Regions from separate parts of the Mus musculus genome. Here region 2 is linked to region 1. Evidence: chromatin contacts called from public promoter capture Hi-C data. All regions are on one chromosome and are shown on one strand. The core of a region is the stretch at or near the end of the contact, and the rest is flanking DNA. Distances in the headings are between cores, read along the strand shown. Region 1 holds the start of Hectd2 (HECT domain E3 ubiquitin protein ligase 2). Region 2 holds the start of Sorbs1 (sorbin and SH3 domain containing 1).

The links. Promoter capture Hi-C pulls out the DNA fragments that hold promoters and counts their contacts.
Region 2: a promoter capture Hi-C map of pre-B cells shows a contact between it and region 1. The contact joins the promoter of Sorbs1 here to the promoter of Hectd2 in region 1. A contact is called at or near these places in 2 of 39 promoter capture datasets (cranial neural crest and pre-B cells).

The regions. Positions count from the first base shown.
Region 1 is chr19:36,551,314-36,559,283 of GRCm38.p6, forward strand. It overlaps Hectd2 (HECT domain E3 ubiquitin protein ligase 2), which reads left to right and starts at 3,326. Exons shown (of 21, transcript NM_172637.3): 1 at 3,326-3,602. The coding sequence starts at 3,471. Gm41838 (a long non-coding RNA gene) reads right to left here and starts at 2,726. Exons shown (of 2, transcript XR_877830.3): 1 at 2,539-2,726; 2 at 1,612-2,421.
Region 2 is chr19:40,508,500-40,516,469 of GRCm38.p6, forward strand. It overlaps Sorbs1 (sorbin and SH3 domain containing 1), which reads right to left and starts at 5,237. Exons shown (of 29, transcript NM_178362.1): 1 at 4,872-5,237.

The DNA of each region.
Region 1 (7,970 bases), core at 2,076-4,575:
CCTGCATCCTCTGACCTCTACCCCTAAGTCATCACTGTTCCACTCTCTATTACCATAGATGTCTGTTTCGTACATTTGTATTATACGTTTTTTATATAACATATTTTAGTCATATTCTTTCCCCTGCTTCTACTCCTCCCAGGTCCTCTCCATCTTCTTACCCTTCACCCCAAATGTCACATTCTTTTATTTTTCTTTCATGATAATCCCACCATTAGAAGCTTCTAAAGAAAGAGTTGTATAGGTGTAAACAGTATCTGGGTACAGTTTTGGCTTTTGTTTTTAATAAAAATAAGTAAGAAATGCTCTATCTTTGTGTATGTGAAAAACAGAAGTCGTGAACAGGGTCTTAGAGAACATCTCTAGTTGAATAGAACCTATTGTCTACAACTGCGTGTTTGCTTCATTTTGACGGCCAGTGTGTTCCACTTTCTTCTGTAATGCAACAGATTGGATGCATTTTTCTCCAAAAAGTTACAATCATTGTACCCAAGGAAGTATGCCAAACACGGTTAAAAGAAGTATATTTATTGACTTCACTACTTCAGGACCAATACTCAATTGGAATATGAAAAAGACGCTTTCCTTAAAAAGTGTGTCGCAAGGCTGATGAGATAGCTCACTAGATTAAGGAGCTGGCTGCCCAGCTTCACATCTGAGCTCCATCCTCAGGGACTCAGACAACAGAATGAGAGAACTGCCTCATGCTGCCTTCTGACCTCCACATGTGCAACATGGCACATCAAGCGATAAATTAATGTGATAGAACCTTAAAAGTAAGTCTGAAGCACACATTTAAAATAGACCACATGATCATAATGATTGGTTAGGAACCATTCTTAAATGCTCTTTCAGAACCAATTTTGCTGTTGTTCAGTACACTATTATTACTGTGTGTAATTAAAGGGGTGCTCTGTCAGCTAGACTTTCCATTGCCTTCCAACTCTTATCTTTGCCATTCATTCCTCTTTGGATATAATCTCTCTAAATCCCATTTCATTGCCCCATGCCACCCCGTTCCCCTTTAGGTCTTTTGCCTTCCTAAATCAGATGAAAAACCTGATTGATCAAGTCCAGTTGCATCTGGACTTAGAAAGGTCCCCACACTTGACCATTACATTTGGTGTCACTGAAAAGCGTCTTCAGCACATCTTTATGCATAGCAGCCAGAGCTCTGTCTGACTCCCCTCAACCCCCAGATCCAGTAGGTACACACAAAAAGTTTTTCGTGACAGTTGCCTTACAAGTTCTGCCAGAGTTATCATTCTAGCTTACCAAGAGCACCCCCATCTACCTCCCAGTCCTTACCCGGGGCTTGTATGAAAGAGACTTTAAGTGGTACATTATGAATCATGTATTTAGTAGGAAGTGGAAACAAATTCATCATGATGCTTATCTTTCCTATATAGAGCTCCCAGCAGAATAAACCAATGGGCTTGTTTCCATTGCCTTATCTCGTCTGGAGCAGTAGAAATGAACACTTCTGACTTGCCAGTTTTTTTGCCAATATCTAAATATTTTTGTTCTATTGAATGTGACTAGATGTACAGACACACTTTTATTTTGTCTCACACATGAAAAGTGAAAGCATAAGGCATGCGATCCAACTCGTTTCTGATCCAAGTATTTTAATAGCAAATTACTAAATTTGGTTGTAGACAATAGGAGAGATAACCCACCATCATTTCAGAATTTATTCTACCAGTCTAGACACAGTAGCATGGTACATCTTGAATCGTATTTAAAATGAAAGGTTGGTTTTACAATGTTTGTTACCAGTTTTCAGCATGCTGGCCTGCTAAAAGAAAACAGATGTCTATGAGATAGTCCGGAGATTTAAGAAGAGAGGTCTAAAAACAAAAATTCAAGAAAAAGGAGACAGAAAAGGGTGTTGCAAAGTAGTGCCTGTGTCATTTGGCTCTAAAGATTATGAAATACCTGGCTACTTTATTCTACTTATTGTACACCTTTTGTTATTAATAGAGAAACGATGGTGACAGCAATTATATTAAAACTACAAATACTTCCTAGAAATAGAAGCAAACTTTATAATTTCCAAAGTAATACAGTAGGCACTATCCGATTCACTTTATTGCTTGCTACAAATTCTGGGCTTGAAAAACAACCTCATGCCAGGAAGAACTGTAACTATTTATTTAGTTCTGCGGACTCTGAATTATATAAAATGACAGTCACCAAATCCCCTCTGAATTTGTTTCAGAGATATTCTTGCTTCTTGTATTTGGAGCTGAGTATTCTTGGATTAGAAAATTCACTTCACCATGAATAAAATAACGAAGTCTCAACTAAAAATCCCAAGACCTCAATGTCGAGAAATTCTCTATTTTTAGTAAGTGGTACAGTGAATACTTCCTCTCTCCCTTCTCCTCCATCAGCAGGTGTCTCTGCCATTCCAGCAGACTGATAAAAGGAAAAGGAGGGGGCGAGGAGAAAGGAAATTGTCTAAGTCGTCGTCGGGTGGTGGAGGTGGGGATATTTTAACATGACGATTTAAAGTAATTTTTTAAACGTTCTTACCCAGAATTTATTACGAGGTTTATTATGGATTACTCAGCAGTTTGGATCTGTCCATCTGTAACTTATAAACGGAAGGGGACAAGGGATTAGAGGGAACGAAGGACGGCGGGGGGCGGGGAGAGCAAAATGTAGGCGCGTGGGCACGGAAGGGAGAGGCGGACTTGGCAGTCATGAGGGACCGCGGCTCAGAAATGGAAAGTGTGGCCTGGCCGTCCTGCCCTGGAGTGTGTGTGGGAGGGGAGCACGGTGTCGCATTGTCCTCTCCCGACCCTAAGCGCTTCTCCCGTAGGATGAGGCCAGGAGAGGACACGGGGAAAGAGTTAGTCATAAGGATGCTCAGGTGAGCGGTCTCCCAGTCTCCCCGGCGCTGGAGGCACTGGAGGAAAGATCAGGGGGCAGACATGACCCCGAGTCCGCTTCCTGAGCGCGAGTTTAAAGGTCAAAGGCCACCAGCTGGGTCAAAGGTCCCCGGCTCACCTGCCACTCCAGGTGAAGGGAAAGCCAGGGTTAGAATCCGTGTCACAGCCTTTACAAGGCCTGTCGCCCTCCCACCACAGCCCGCGACCAACATGGCGACCAGGCGCCCCCCAGCTCCCGCCCCGCGCCGTCTCCTCAGCGGTCCCCGCGCGTGACGCGGGGCCGCGGTCTGAGCCCCGGCCGGCGGACCCGCGGGAGCGGAGCGCGGCCGAGGGCGCGAGCCGGGCGCACGCAGGGGGTGGGCGGCGGAGCCTGGCGGCCAGCCCGGGGGCGCGCGCACACGCGCGGGCGCGCGACGGGCCGCGGGCGCGCGCGGGGGCGGGGGCGGCGCGGCGGCGGCGGTTGGAAGGAGCCCTCTCGCGGCCGCGGCAGCAGCAGCAGCGCCCGCCCCGGCTGCAGTCCGGCCGCCGCTGCCGCCGCCGCCACCGCCTCGCGCCTCAGCCGCCCGGCCAGACATGAGTGAGGCGGCTCGGGATCTCTCGCCCGGAGCGCCGCCGGCGGTAGCCGCGGCCGCCCCGGAGGAGAGGAAGGGGAAAGAACCGGAGCGCGAGAAGCTGCCGCCCATCGTGACGGCCGGCGCAGCCGCGGTAGGTGCGGCGGGGGCCGGGGGGCGCCCTGGGCGGTGGGTTGAAGGCGGCCTGGAGAGGGGACAACAGGGAAGTTGCGCCTCGAGGGCAACGGCCATCACTTGGGAACCGCGCCTTCCACGCTCGGGGAGTGGGGTCCGCTGCCTGATGCTGGGTGTTTGCTTGTTTTCGGGGGGTCTGGCTCCCGACTTTCTGCTGAGGGTCGGCATCCTCTGTTGGATGAGCATGGGTGCCAGTTGGGCGTCAGGGAGGTTTTCCCTGAGTGGGAGAACCTGCCTGTGGGCGCCAAGGCAGCGCTTCCCTTCGCTTTTGCGGTCCTTTCTCCCCTCGGGTTGAACAGTCTCAGAGAGGAGTTTCCTCCTAATTCTGACCTTTCCGTTGCTATCCGGGTAGTGGGAGGCAGTTGCCTCCCTGGATGCTTTTATTTTTTTCATACGGTACTGACGTGTGATTTGAAGGAGCGAGGCTTTTTCTTCTTTTAAAACTCGGCTATCCAAGCTTAATAAGCGTGGTAATTTCCCAGCTGGATTTTGCAAGGGTTAATTTGGAAGGCGCTCTCAGCCTTCAAACTCCATACTGCCAAATGATGTCATGGGACATCATCCCCTCTCTCCCTTCCCCCTGTTTGTACTTAGTGGTTGGGAGTCTGGTTGCTTTATGATTAACTTCTGGTTTTGACATTTTTATTTGACATAGTATTTAAATACTTTGGGCAAGTTTGCTTTCAAGTATTTAAAGATTATGACTTGTCAACGCATCTGTACGTGACAAAATAGTAAAAGTTTGGGGAATATTATACATTTAAAAAAATTTCTACTTGCAATTAGTTTCTAGAAGCCGCCCTCCTAAATGACTAGGAACTTACTAAAATAGCTCACTCTTCTTTATAAAGTATTAGTATCAGAATAATGTTATGATTTGGTAGGTTTTTCAAAAATGTCTGAAGCCTGTAATAACTGGAAATTGTTAAAGACAACTCTTTTATCATAAGTCAGCACAGCAGATTTGGACAGCAATGACACACATTTTAAAAGGATAACTACAACTGATTGGTAAATTGCAGCTGTAGTTAGGAATTACCTTGGGAGATGCTTTGAAGCAATTTGTCATTCATATTGTAGTCTGTTGGTGCACAGGGTTTTCACAGCTTTTTATGTAGGACTTCTTAATGCCAATGTAGTTTGTTTGTTTCAAGTCTGGGTATGTGTCTAGTGTGTGTATACGTGTGAGTATGGGTATATGTGTATGGAGGTCACATATACATGTGACCTGGTGTTGGTTGTCACCCCATGCTTTGGCAGTTTTTTCCTAAGGTGGTTATTAAGAGGGAAAATGTAACATCTGCTTTTAGAAGCAATGTTATGAGTTTAGTGTCTAACAGCAAGTACCTTTCCCCAAATTATTTATATATAGTGAAGAATATATTATATATAGCAAATAATGTCTATTATTTATCAATATTATTTACATATAATTTCAGTGGAACTGAAAGAAAGGTTTGGAACTTAACAGAAGCTGATACAGTGTGGCTGGAAGTCTAACATTTGTTATCTGAAGCACATAGGTCTTAGTAATTTCAAGTTTTTCAGATTTTAAGAAAGTAATCCTTTTAAGTATTACCACATGTAATAACTACAGTGAAGTCCTGGCCAATTTCCTGGCATCAGTAGTATCTAAAACTGTAGCCAATGTATTGTTTGTTCTGTTCAGTGGAATAAGGTTAAAAACTCTTACTTGCCTTATGGCATTTCAAGGCACATCCACATTTGTGCTACCAAGTGAATTGCAAAGACACTCTTTTTCAGGATGTAGACTAGTCAAAGAGCCTATAGTTTAAGAATTTTTAAAAAATCTTTGAACATGGAGGATAAAAACAGTTTGGAATAGAAAACTTGGGATTCTGAGGCAGTTTCTGGTGGTGCCTTAAAATTTCTTTTGACCTTGATACTGCTGTTGGATTTTTCAATGGAAATTTTAAGAGGAAAATGCAAGTATGTATTGCATATTTTTCAAGAGGATTTTCAGAGCTGAAATTTTGAGGCATCATGATAAAAAGCCTAAGGAAAAAAAATGCTGACATCTGAAGATGAGGAAAGCCAGGGCATCTGGGATGACCGGATTCTCCAGTAGAGTGGGGAAGACTTGATGGAATGTGGTGGAAAGAGAAAGACAGTTTATTGCCTCCTAGTTTATTTCTGAACTCTGTAGGGCTTAAGCAGAACTCAAGGTTTGTTTAGTATCCTAATTGACATCAGGAACTTTGGGGACCCTTTTAGTGATTCTTCCTTTTTGCCCAAATTAATAGCTCCACCCTTCCAACTTGAGTTTATATTTCAATTCAAGTGGCCCTGTAATCATGTGGGGTTTTTTCCCTCAGAAAATTAGTGTGTCATGGTTATGACGGTGTAGAAACAAGTAAGAGTGACAGCTCACGAAAATAAAGAAGAGGTCAGATTATGCTGATCCTAATAAGGCCAAAAAATATAAGCTATATTCTGAATGTTTAAAGAGGGGTGCCATGATGGGAGAGAGAATGGTAGAAACTGTAAATTCTGATACTACCTCTATGCCAAATTCCATTCAGAAGATTCCTGACACAGGTCTCAAACGAGACTGACTGTAGAGTTACTTTGGTAGGATGTTGGTCCTGACTCACATCCCACCCTAAGATACCAGTTTTCAATCTGATGCACAGTAAAAATCAACTGGGAAGCACTATGACGGCCTAAATGCAAGCTTTTTTGTTTGTTTGGTTTTTGGTTTTTCGGGACAGGGTTTCTCTGTATAGCCCTGGCTTCCTGGAACTCACTCTGTAGACCAGGCTGGCCTCGAACTCAGAAATCCACCTGCCTCTGCCTCCCAAGTGCTGGGATTAAAGGCGTGCGCCACCATGCCCGGCCCAAATGCAAGCTTTTTAAATCAGAATTTCTGAGACTGGAGACATATTTTTCTTTTAACTTCTTGGTAAAACTAAGAGTGAACACTGATGCTGTAATGTACTGAATTAAAAGCTATGAGCACAGCTCAGCAATCTGTGTTTTAAAACTACACCCTCATCCCAAATCTGCTTAGCAATAGCTGTCAAAGTGGTTCTATGAAAGATGGGGTGCAGGGGTTAGTGAAAGGGATGGCTGTTTAAGTGTCTCAGTGAGAGATGCTCAAGAGGCCCCAGGTGATGGAAATTAGACATACTGAATTCACTAAGGCTGGCAGATTGAAATGGAGACAAATATGTAAATTAGTGATTTAATACAAATATTAGAAAAACATGGTAAATAAAGGAGAAAATACACAAAGGAGAGACAGAATTAACTGTGGCAAGTAGGGACGAGTTTTATTGCTTCCTTCAGTATTTAATGGGCTGAATGGGAAAGAGAGGTTCTCACTGGAATTGACTATACCAAGGAATTAAATAGATTCAAAAAAGATAAATTTTATATAACTAGGGAGGTGAAATCAGTTTAAACTGTGTGTGTGTACATGCGTGAGTGTGCATGTATGTGTGTGTACATGTGTATTTTGCTGAGGATCAAACTCAGGGCTTTGTGCACATGCATTCTATCACTGAGCTACATTTCCATCCCTAGTTTGGAATTCAAAGGGAAGCTTGCCCCCAAATAGAAGATGAGGAACTGTGCCAAGTAGGCAGTAGAAGCGTTTAAGAGAAAACACAAGGTGTGTGCAGAGGACAAGAGTGACAAGTTTGTGTTGTGTATGAATGGGCTTGCTGGAACCTCTGGACCATGATGGAGCTACCAGTCACTGAACATATGTTATGCTTAGCTTTGCACTAACTGGGGTAGAAACACAGACAAGGCTTAGCCAGAATGTCGCACCTCCGGTGATCTGGGGCTAATGGATAACAAGCAAATCAGTATGTAAAAGCCACAGTAATTCTAATGTTCCTAGTTATACAGGACCAGTTAGTTCTACTTTAAACAGTGGGAACTTAAAATTTTGAAAACAATTAGGGGAAAGGGAAAATTGGCTTTCTGTTTAATTGGCAAATGTTCAGGGGGGTGTGTAGTATGTTTTTGTTGGGATGTGTTACGTTGTATGTACATGTCTATGGACCAGAGTCCTTACAGAGTTTATACATGGTTCAGAAAAGATGGTTGGTAAAATCTTATCTCTTTTTGTTAATTGATCTCAATAAAAGCCCACTGGAACTCCCCCCCTCCCCAGAAAAAGCCACAATAAGCTACAGAAACAGTTTGCAATATGGAGATGATCAGTGTGTGCAGAGCCATGAAGAAAGGCCTTGAAGTAAAGGTAATTATTTAAGCTGGCTGGCCATTGAAGGAATGATAGAATCTGAACGAGCGAAAGGAATATGTAAACAGTGGGGAAAATAACTTGAGAGGCCTT
Region 2 (7,970 bases), core at 3,987-6,486, 4.0 Mb after region 1:
TGTGTGTGTATGTGTGTGTGTGTGTGTGTGTGTGTGTGTGTGTGTGTGTGTGTGTGGGTGTGTGTGTGTGTGTGTGTGTGTGTGTGTGTGTGGGTGTGTGGGTGTGGGTGTGTGTGTGTGTGTGTGTGTGTGTGTGTGTGGGTGTGTGTGTGTGTGTGTGTGTGTGTGTGTGGGTGTGTGTGTGTGTGTGTGTGTGTGTGTGTGTGGGTGTGTGTGTGTGTGTGTGTGTGTGTGTGTGTGTGTGTGTGTGTGTGTGTGTGTGTGTGTGTGTGTGTGTGTGTGTGTGTGTGTGTGTGTGTGTGTGTGTGTGTGTGTGTGTGTGTGTGTGTGTGTGTGTGTGTGTGTGTGTGTGTGTGTGTGTGTGTGTGTGTGTGTGTGTGTGTGTGTGTGTGTGTAACAGGTATAGAATCCTCTCTCTTTCCAGAACTCCCAATATGGTGGAAGAAGACTAGAAGAAAACAAGGAAGTCAACAAGACTAACAGAAACAGGTGAGCAGAGGAAGGAAGACACCTCGAGGGAGTCTGAAAGTAGGAGGCACTGCAAAGAGGCAAAGGCCCCAACCTTTCTGTGGGAGGGGCCTGCCTCTGAGGACCTGGGAAAGCCAGTAAGTAAGGCTGAAGGGTAGCGTTTGAATCAGCCTGCTGTCAGAAAAGCACTACACAGAGAAACCCTGGTTCTGCCTAAAGTGGGCACAGGATAGGCCTGAGTTCAACCCAACATTCATTGGAAAAGTGGTAAGTATCTCTTTTCTAAAGGGTTGTGTGTCCAGCTACAGATAGTTGGGTTAGTCTAGCCTAGGAAACACAACCATCACACTAAATTCTCCCTGGATGGCAGTAGCCTGCCTGCTTCCCACCAGACTCACTGACAAGACCCATATCTACCACTAGCCCTTGGACAGTTTAAGCCTTCTTATGAAACACATTAACAATGCTTCTTCCATTGAAGGAAGAAACAGGATACACTTCTTGGGACAGGGCGTCCCTGGTGGCTCACAATATAAGGGTGGAAACGTGTTCTGCTGTTATAGCTGGTTTTGTTTTTAAAACAATAACCACATGACAGAGACTTTAGAAAAAAAGGGTTTTTTTTGTTGTTTTATTTTTTTCTAGAAAGAGTCAGTACTGACCTCAGACAAAAAGGGGGAGGGGAAAATCAATGGAAGGCCACACAGAAATAAAAAGCAGTTTAATTGGGTTTGCTTTTTGTTTTGCGTGTAAAATACATATATAGTCAAAGACATAAACTGCTTTTAAATTAAGAACAGAGAACATGAAATTTTAATGAGGCAATAATACACTAAAACACACTACAAAGATATATTACTAAGAGGATGAGGGAAGAGAGCAGGGAGAAGAACACAAGAGGAAGGGAGGAAAAAACAAACGGCCACAGGAAAGATAGGCAGGGGAAAAAAAGCCTCGAAGGTAACAAGATACAGGGCCACAGGGCCTCACAACATGCCTGAAGCATGAGGCCTGAAGAAGCCACAGAGACTTCTTCGTACCTGGGAGCTGGCCCGAGGAAGGCAAGCTCCTCACTGTTGGCTGTTGGCTTGGGCCACAGACGTCAAAGAATTATCATCTTTTATCCTTGCCTTTGAATAGTTAATGCTCTGGTTACCCACTGCTCCCCACCCTTTAATTGCTCACTGAAACGTGAGGGTTAGCACTAACGCAGGTCACAGGCCAGAGCCTCCCTACCTCCCAAAGATGATGAGCCACCATTCAGGAGCTCTCCTCTGGAAAGGCAAGACATGAAATGCTCTCTCATAAAATGTATGATGGAAGGTTAGATGGGAAAATTCTACCATTCAGTCCATGGAAAACTTTAAGGTTTGTATCGGAAATGTAAAAACAAAACAAAACAAAAAAATACACAAATATGAACCTGGAATTGCAGCAGAACTGGGCCCAACGTCAGCTCTCCTCAGCACACCTAATGCCCCTGAGTGTTTGAGTTCTCCCGGCTCTGGCAAAAGGTCTTGCTTGGCTCTGAACAAGCAGCTTCAACCTCATTCTACAATCAGAGTCAGCAAGGAAAATCTGTGGCAGGATCAGGGCACTTAACACCTCCACATCACCCACACTCACACACACACTTGCATGCACATGCGCACACACGAGCACACTCATCTCACACACACACACACACACACACTCATCTAAGGGGCTCCGATCCTTACTTCATTCCAAGGACACAGGACTGCTCTACTCCTGGCTCCAAAGGCTGAAGCTATGGAGTCTCCAGTCTCCCCCTTCATCTCTTGTTTCCTCCTCATCTTTCTCCTTCCCATCTTAGGCTCCTCTCACAAAAGGGAGGGCCTTACTCTGGACCACAAGACCCAGATCCTTATCCCCCTCTGCACCTTGCTAGTCGAGATAGACCTCAGACAAATGGCCACAACTCCCCAGCATCACTCCTCAGTGAAGGCCAGGAGGGATCAATCATCGAGGTCCCCCTCCCCATGTTCCCAATATTTAAACGCTCACCTGTGCGATCATAAATAAAACACAGGCGGGGAGGGAATGAATTATAGAAACGCCCTTTCCTCCGCAATCTGTCATCCCATCCTCACCTCCCCCACACACCAACTCGCTCCTACGTCCACGTCTCTCACTCTGGATCATTCTAGCCCTGAATTATTTACATACTCTAAAACCACATGAATCGCACCAATCAAGTAAAAGGTAGTCTGACTCCGACAGAAGCCCCAGCTCTCGAGTGCTTCTTCAGTAGTCTTGCTTAAATACTCAGAATTTAACATCTGACTAGCAAACAGCAAAGAATCTAAAATCGCCGTCACAAAATGTACTTGTGATTTTAAACTAAATGGTGCTTTTGGGAACCCTAGAACGTCACCACTCTAAAGCCTCTTATTTTACCAACAGGAACACAGCATAAGCCACAAGCTCAAGGCCCAGAGAGTGCTGATCAGAGCCAAAGCCAGCCTGCTTCTGGTACAAGCTTACATCAATTTTTTTTTTTTTTTGATCATCTATTCCTCCTTGAAGGCTAGTTAAATCCTAAATTACCAGTGAGTGCCTTCCACATCCACCTCCAGAGAAGGGTCCAGGGAGAGTGGAGTTTCGAAGACAAGGACACTACCAGTGCCACAGGCGAGGCTCTCTTCCCTGGACCCTATCTCTCCACACCCAGCAATCTGCATCCAACTCTATTTTGAAGAAGAAACAGAAGAGCTGAACGGGTCTTTGTTCTGCCAGGAAGAAGCAATTTTCTTTTCTTCTTTGCCATATTTACAACCCCATCCCAATATTCCCAATCTCTTCAAAAAGTTTACAGAAATTCAACTTGCTTTAGCAAAAAAAAAAAAAAAAAAAAAAAAAAGGAGGTAGAGCCAACAAAAGGGGGTTGTCCTACAGAGGTCGACCAGCACTTCATTCAGGTACTAATTGCCTGCAGGGAAGTCACCAGACTGTTACCACGAGTCCTTAGGCTAAGGAATATACCATCTTTGACCCCCTACCCTAAGAACTACTAACCCTTCCTAATCTGCATCAAAGGTGCCCCAGGCAGAGGTGGGCTAACAGACCACCTTTCTCCCCTCAGGCTCAAAAAGACCTCAGGGCTGGGCTGGCCAGGAGTTATTTAAGGCGGCAGCAGGAGGGTGGGGCAAAAAACTGTTGGCAGTATCTTCCTCCTCCACCCCTCCCCCTCACAGCCAACACACCTCACCCTGTAGACATCTCACTCACTCACTCACTCACTGAAGGCTGAAGCTATAAAATCTCCCAATGTGTGTTTTCTGTCATTGGCACGGCTGTCCCCTGCTGCTGTCCACCCCACTTTTAATCCACCCTTCAATCACCACCTCGATATCTTTCCAGCCAAAACACACACTTAAATGTAAAGAGAGGTATTTTAAAAAATCAAAAAAAGCATGTGGTCAGACAAGCTGTCCCTGGCCTTCTCCAAGGAAGAAAAAGGACACACCAGTGTTGGGGACTGGAAGATGGGCGGGGGGGGGGGGGGGGGATCAGTCAGCGGCCTAACATGCCTGGCAGGTTCTATGGTGTCTCTAGATGAACATCCCGCCTACTGACTGAAATCAATTTTAGCAATTTCAGTAGGTCGGCCGTGTGACAACAGGGGCAACCCAGAGCTCAGCGATTCAAACAAAAATCCAAAGGCTCGTCCAGAACATGCTGGGAAAACCCTCGGACAGGATGGAATGAGCCGGCTCAGAGGGATCTTCTGCTTCTATGTAGCAATGCATAATAAATTCTGTCCGCCCGGAAAAAGCACTGATGAATTTCAAAGGCATAGTATGACACGCAGAGGTTCCAGGATACAGAAATCGACAGCACGTCGCCCTTCAAAGAAGCATAATGACTTTAAAGCCTCCTTTCCCTCCTATCTCGAATGTCACCACCGCTTATCAGGGAAAAGACCGTGGAAACCCCGGGAGGGACAGCCTGGGAAATAAGAGAAAGGAGTAGCTTTAGGTCCCTTTGGTGATGGGCTGCCCTGCAAGATGCTGTCATCCAGTCATCCAGGGAAGCATGAAGGGGCCTGGGCGGTGAGCGGAAGCACCGTATACCCAGACACACACCCACCAACACGCTCGGATGCAGGCTGGTCTGGGCCAGCAGCGTAGTGCTTGCCCCCCTCCCGCCGCCCTCGGCTTAGGTGATGGAGTGGAAGGGTGTGCTGATGAATGAATACACCTGAGATGCCTCCATCCTGACACTTGCGCCCTTCTTCCTTTGGCCACTGCAGAAAAGACCCTCAGTAGTTTCACTTTCCAGCGCAAACCCACCAGGGCTCTCCCGTCTCCATCCACCCACACTGCAGCCAGGCTGAAGCGGGCGGACATTCCCTCCTAAGCAGAGGCCATGATCGCACTTACCTTCACCTACCAAAAACGAAAAGGCATAAAGAAACCTGGAATCCCCAAACCTCCCCGCGTCCTAGCAACTTTTCTTGAAGGGACGGGGAGAGGGGACACAGAGCAGCCGGGAGACACGGCTCGGCGAAGGTCCCCCGCGGCCACCCGGGGATGCTCTGGGAGAAGGGGGGCCCCCAGGTCCTTCCAACAGCTGGCCCTTTAAAAGCACCTCCTCCGCGCGCTGAACAAAGGCACCGCTCCGGGGGCCCGCTGCGCCCGCCCGGGAGCTGCCGCCGGAGAGCGCAGCCGCCGCCCGCTTACCTCGCGGGTCCCCGGCAAGGGCTTGCGCGCGTCCAGCCCGGCTCGCGCTCCACGCTACAGTCAGCCCCGCTCTGTTTTTCTGCTACTCCGAGCTGACTTCACCGACACTGGGGCCGGCCAATGGGCGGCGGCGACCAGCCCCTCATTAGCATGGCCTGGAACCGTCCACTCCGGCAGCGCCCAGGGGGCGGGGCCTGGCCGGCCGTGACAGGAAGGGGCGTGTGCGCCAATGGGGAGGCGAGGAAGAGCCCGCCGCCAAGCCTGCGTCCCTGTGAGCGGGGCGCGCGCCCGCGGGTTCCCGCGGATGTCGCGCGCGCACCCGCTAACCCTTTCTACCCTGGGCTGCCCGCGAGTGACTCCAGACGCTGGCCCTGTGGTCTCTATAAGGGTTTGCCCACAGAGAGCTTGAAAAGAACAGTAAGCGTAAAATAACAGTGTGTCCTAGCTATAAACAAATTACTTAACCCTGTGCCCTTTTGCTGATCTGTAAAATGGCACCATAATTCCTCTTGATAAAATGTAGTGAATAAAAGCTTGCCAATGGCACTGTCAGTCTGATTATATTCTACCAGACAGTTGCCTAATGCTCCCTATTTTCTCATTTGATTTTCCCAGCCTTGTGAAAAAGACGTTGTTACTAGTTTCTCGTTTTAGTCTTTATTTATTTATTTATTTATTTATTTATTTATTTATTTATTTATTTTTGGACAGGCGGCTCACGTATTCTAGCGCGGCCTCAAACTCACCGTGCAGCCAAAGATGATCCTTAATCCCACCTTCTGGGATTAGAGGCTGCCCCACATACTCACACCCCAGGCCAACCTCCTGACTCAGCCTCTAGAGCGGATTATTGGCTGCACCACTCTGCAAATTGGGGAGAAAAGAGTTTATTTGGCTTACACTTCCACAACACTGCTCCCCATTGAAGGAAGTCAGGACAGGAACTCAAACAGGGCAGGAGTCAGGAAGCTGATACAGAGGGATACCGCATACTGGCTTGCTCTCCATGGCTTGCTTAGTCTGTTTTCATATAGAATCCAAGACCATGAGCTCAGGATGGCCCATCCACAATGGGTTGGAACCTCCCCCATCAGTCACTAATTTTAAAAATGCCCTACAGGCTTGCCTACAGCCCCATCTTACGGAGGCATTTTCTTAATTGTGGTTCCCTCCCCTCAGATGACCTTAGCCTGTGTCAAGTTGACTTACAACTTTCCAACACAACAGAATAGTCACCTGAGCACAATTAATTCTTTTCTGCTATCTTGGGCAAGAATCTTCAGCCCAACTGTGTTCCTAGTTAGCAGGCTGTGTGGTGGGGTAAGAATAGGACCTAGTGACTGCACAGGCAAGGGGAACCCTGTCTGTAAAGGTTGTTAGATGTCAGGGAACAGTGACAGGTCCTGGCTGAGCACCTGCTGTCCTCAATTCTGTTGTCTGTGTATTTTAATTGAAGACTTCTAGCTGTCTGGGAGCTCGTGCTATAACCAAGGAAACAAGAAGCCTCCAGAGAACCCGGGGTCCCTCAGCACAGGGCTCTGCCTCGCCCAGACCTCATCCTGTTGCTTTGTAAAACACACTTCCCAGGCTCTGCTGTTACCTTATGCTACAGTCTGGACAAACAGCTCTCTGGTCTATAAAATAATAAAGCAGCAAGTATGAATGTGCCTGTATTAACAGTGCACTGTTGCACCAGGGCTGTGAGCTTTATATGCACCGCTACACATCTAACAACAACATAGCTAAAGGCACAGTGATACTAGGAGATTAGCCAAAGAGGTAGGAAATAGAAGGCAGAGAAACTGAGAGTTATCTACCTACCAAATCCAGGCAACAAGGTTTAGAACACACACACACACACACACACACACACACACACACACACACACACACAATGTCAGAACAACTCAATGTTCCGTTTGGGGCTGGAGAGATGACTCAGTGGTTAAGAGCACTGACTCTTCTTCCAGAGGTCCAGGGTTCAATTCCCAGCATCCACATGTTAGCTCACAACCGTCTGTATGTAATGGGATCTGATGCCCTCTTCTGTTGTGTCTGAAGACAACTACACTGTACTTATATACATTAAATATGCACCATTTAACAGAACACTAGGTAGCTATGAAAAATGAGGAAGTATTTTTGGTAATTTTAAAGGGGTGGGGAGCTGTGGAATTGGCTTAATAGTTCAGAGCGCTTATTCTCTTGCTGAGTACCCAGTTCAGTTTCTAGTGCACACACAATAGCTCACAACCATCAGTAAGCCGCCATGGCCCACTGTTGCCATAGCAAAACTCAAAAATGCTTATATTATTGAATGGGAAGGATGACTGAAAACTGATGTGTAAAATCTCATTACAATTTTTCCTCTAGAATTATGTATAAATATTTTTGTTCATCTTTGTTTTTCTGATTTTTTTTTCCCTTTATAAACATCTGTCAAGCCAAGTGGTGGTGGCACATGCCTTTAATCCCAGAGACAGAGGCAAGCAGATCTCTGAGTTCAAGGCCAGCCTGATCTACTGAATGAGTTCCAGGAGAGCCCAGGCTACAGAGTAAAACTCTATCTTGAAAAACAAACAAACAAACAAACAAACAAATAAAAAGTTATCAGATTATCCAGTGAACTTTTTAAAAAAATAATAATTTAAAAACGAAACACCAGACTGTACTCAGGAAAATTTGAATTCTACTCAAGGCCATTCTTAGAAATGAGAAAACTGAAACTCAAGAGACCTAAAAAGAGGTTGAACTCTTGAACTAACCCCTTAGTAGCTTCAGCAAGTGTCCCATTCCTCA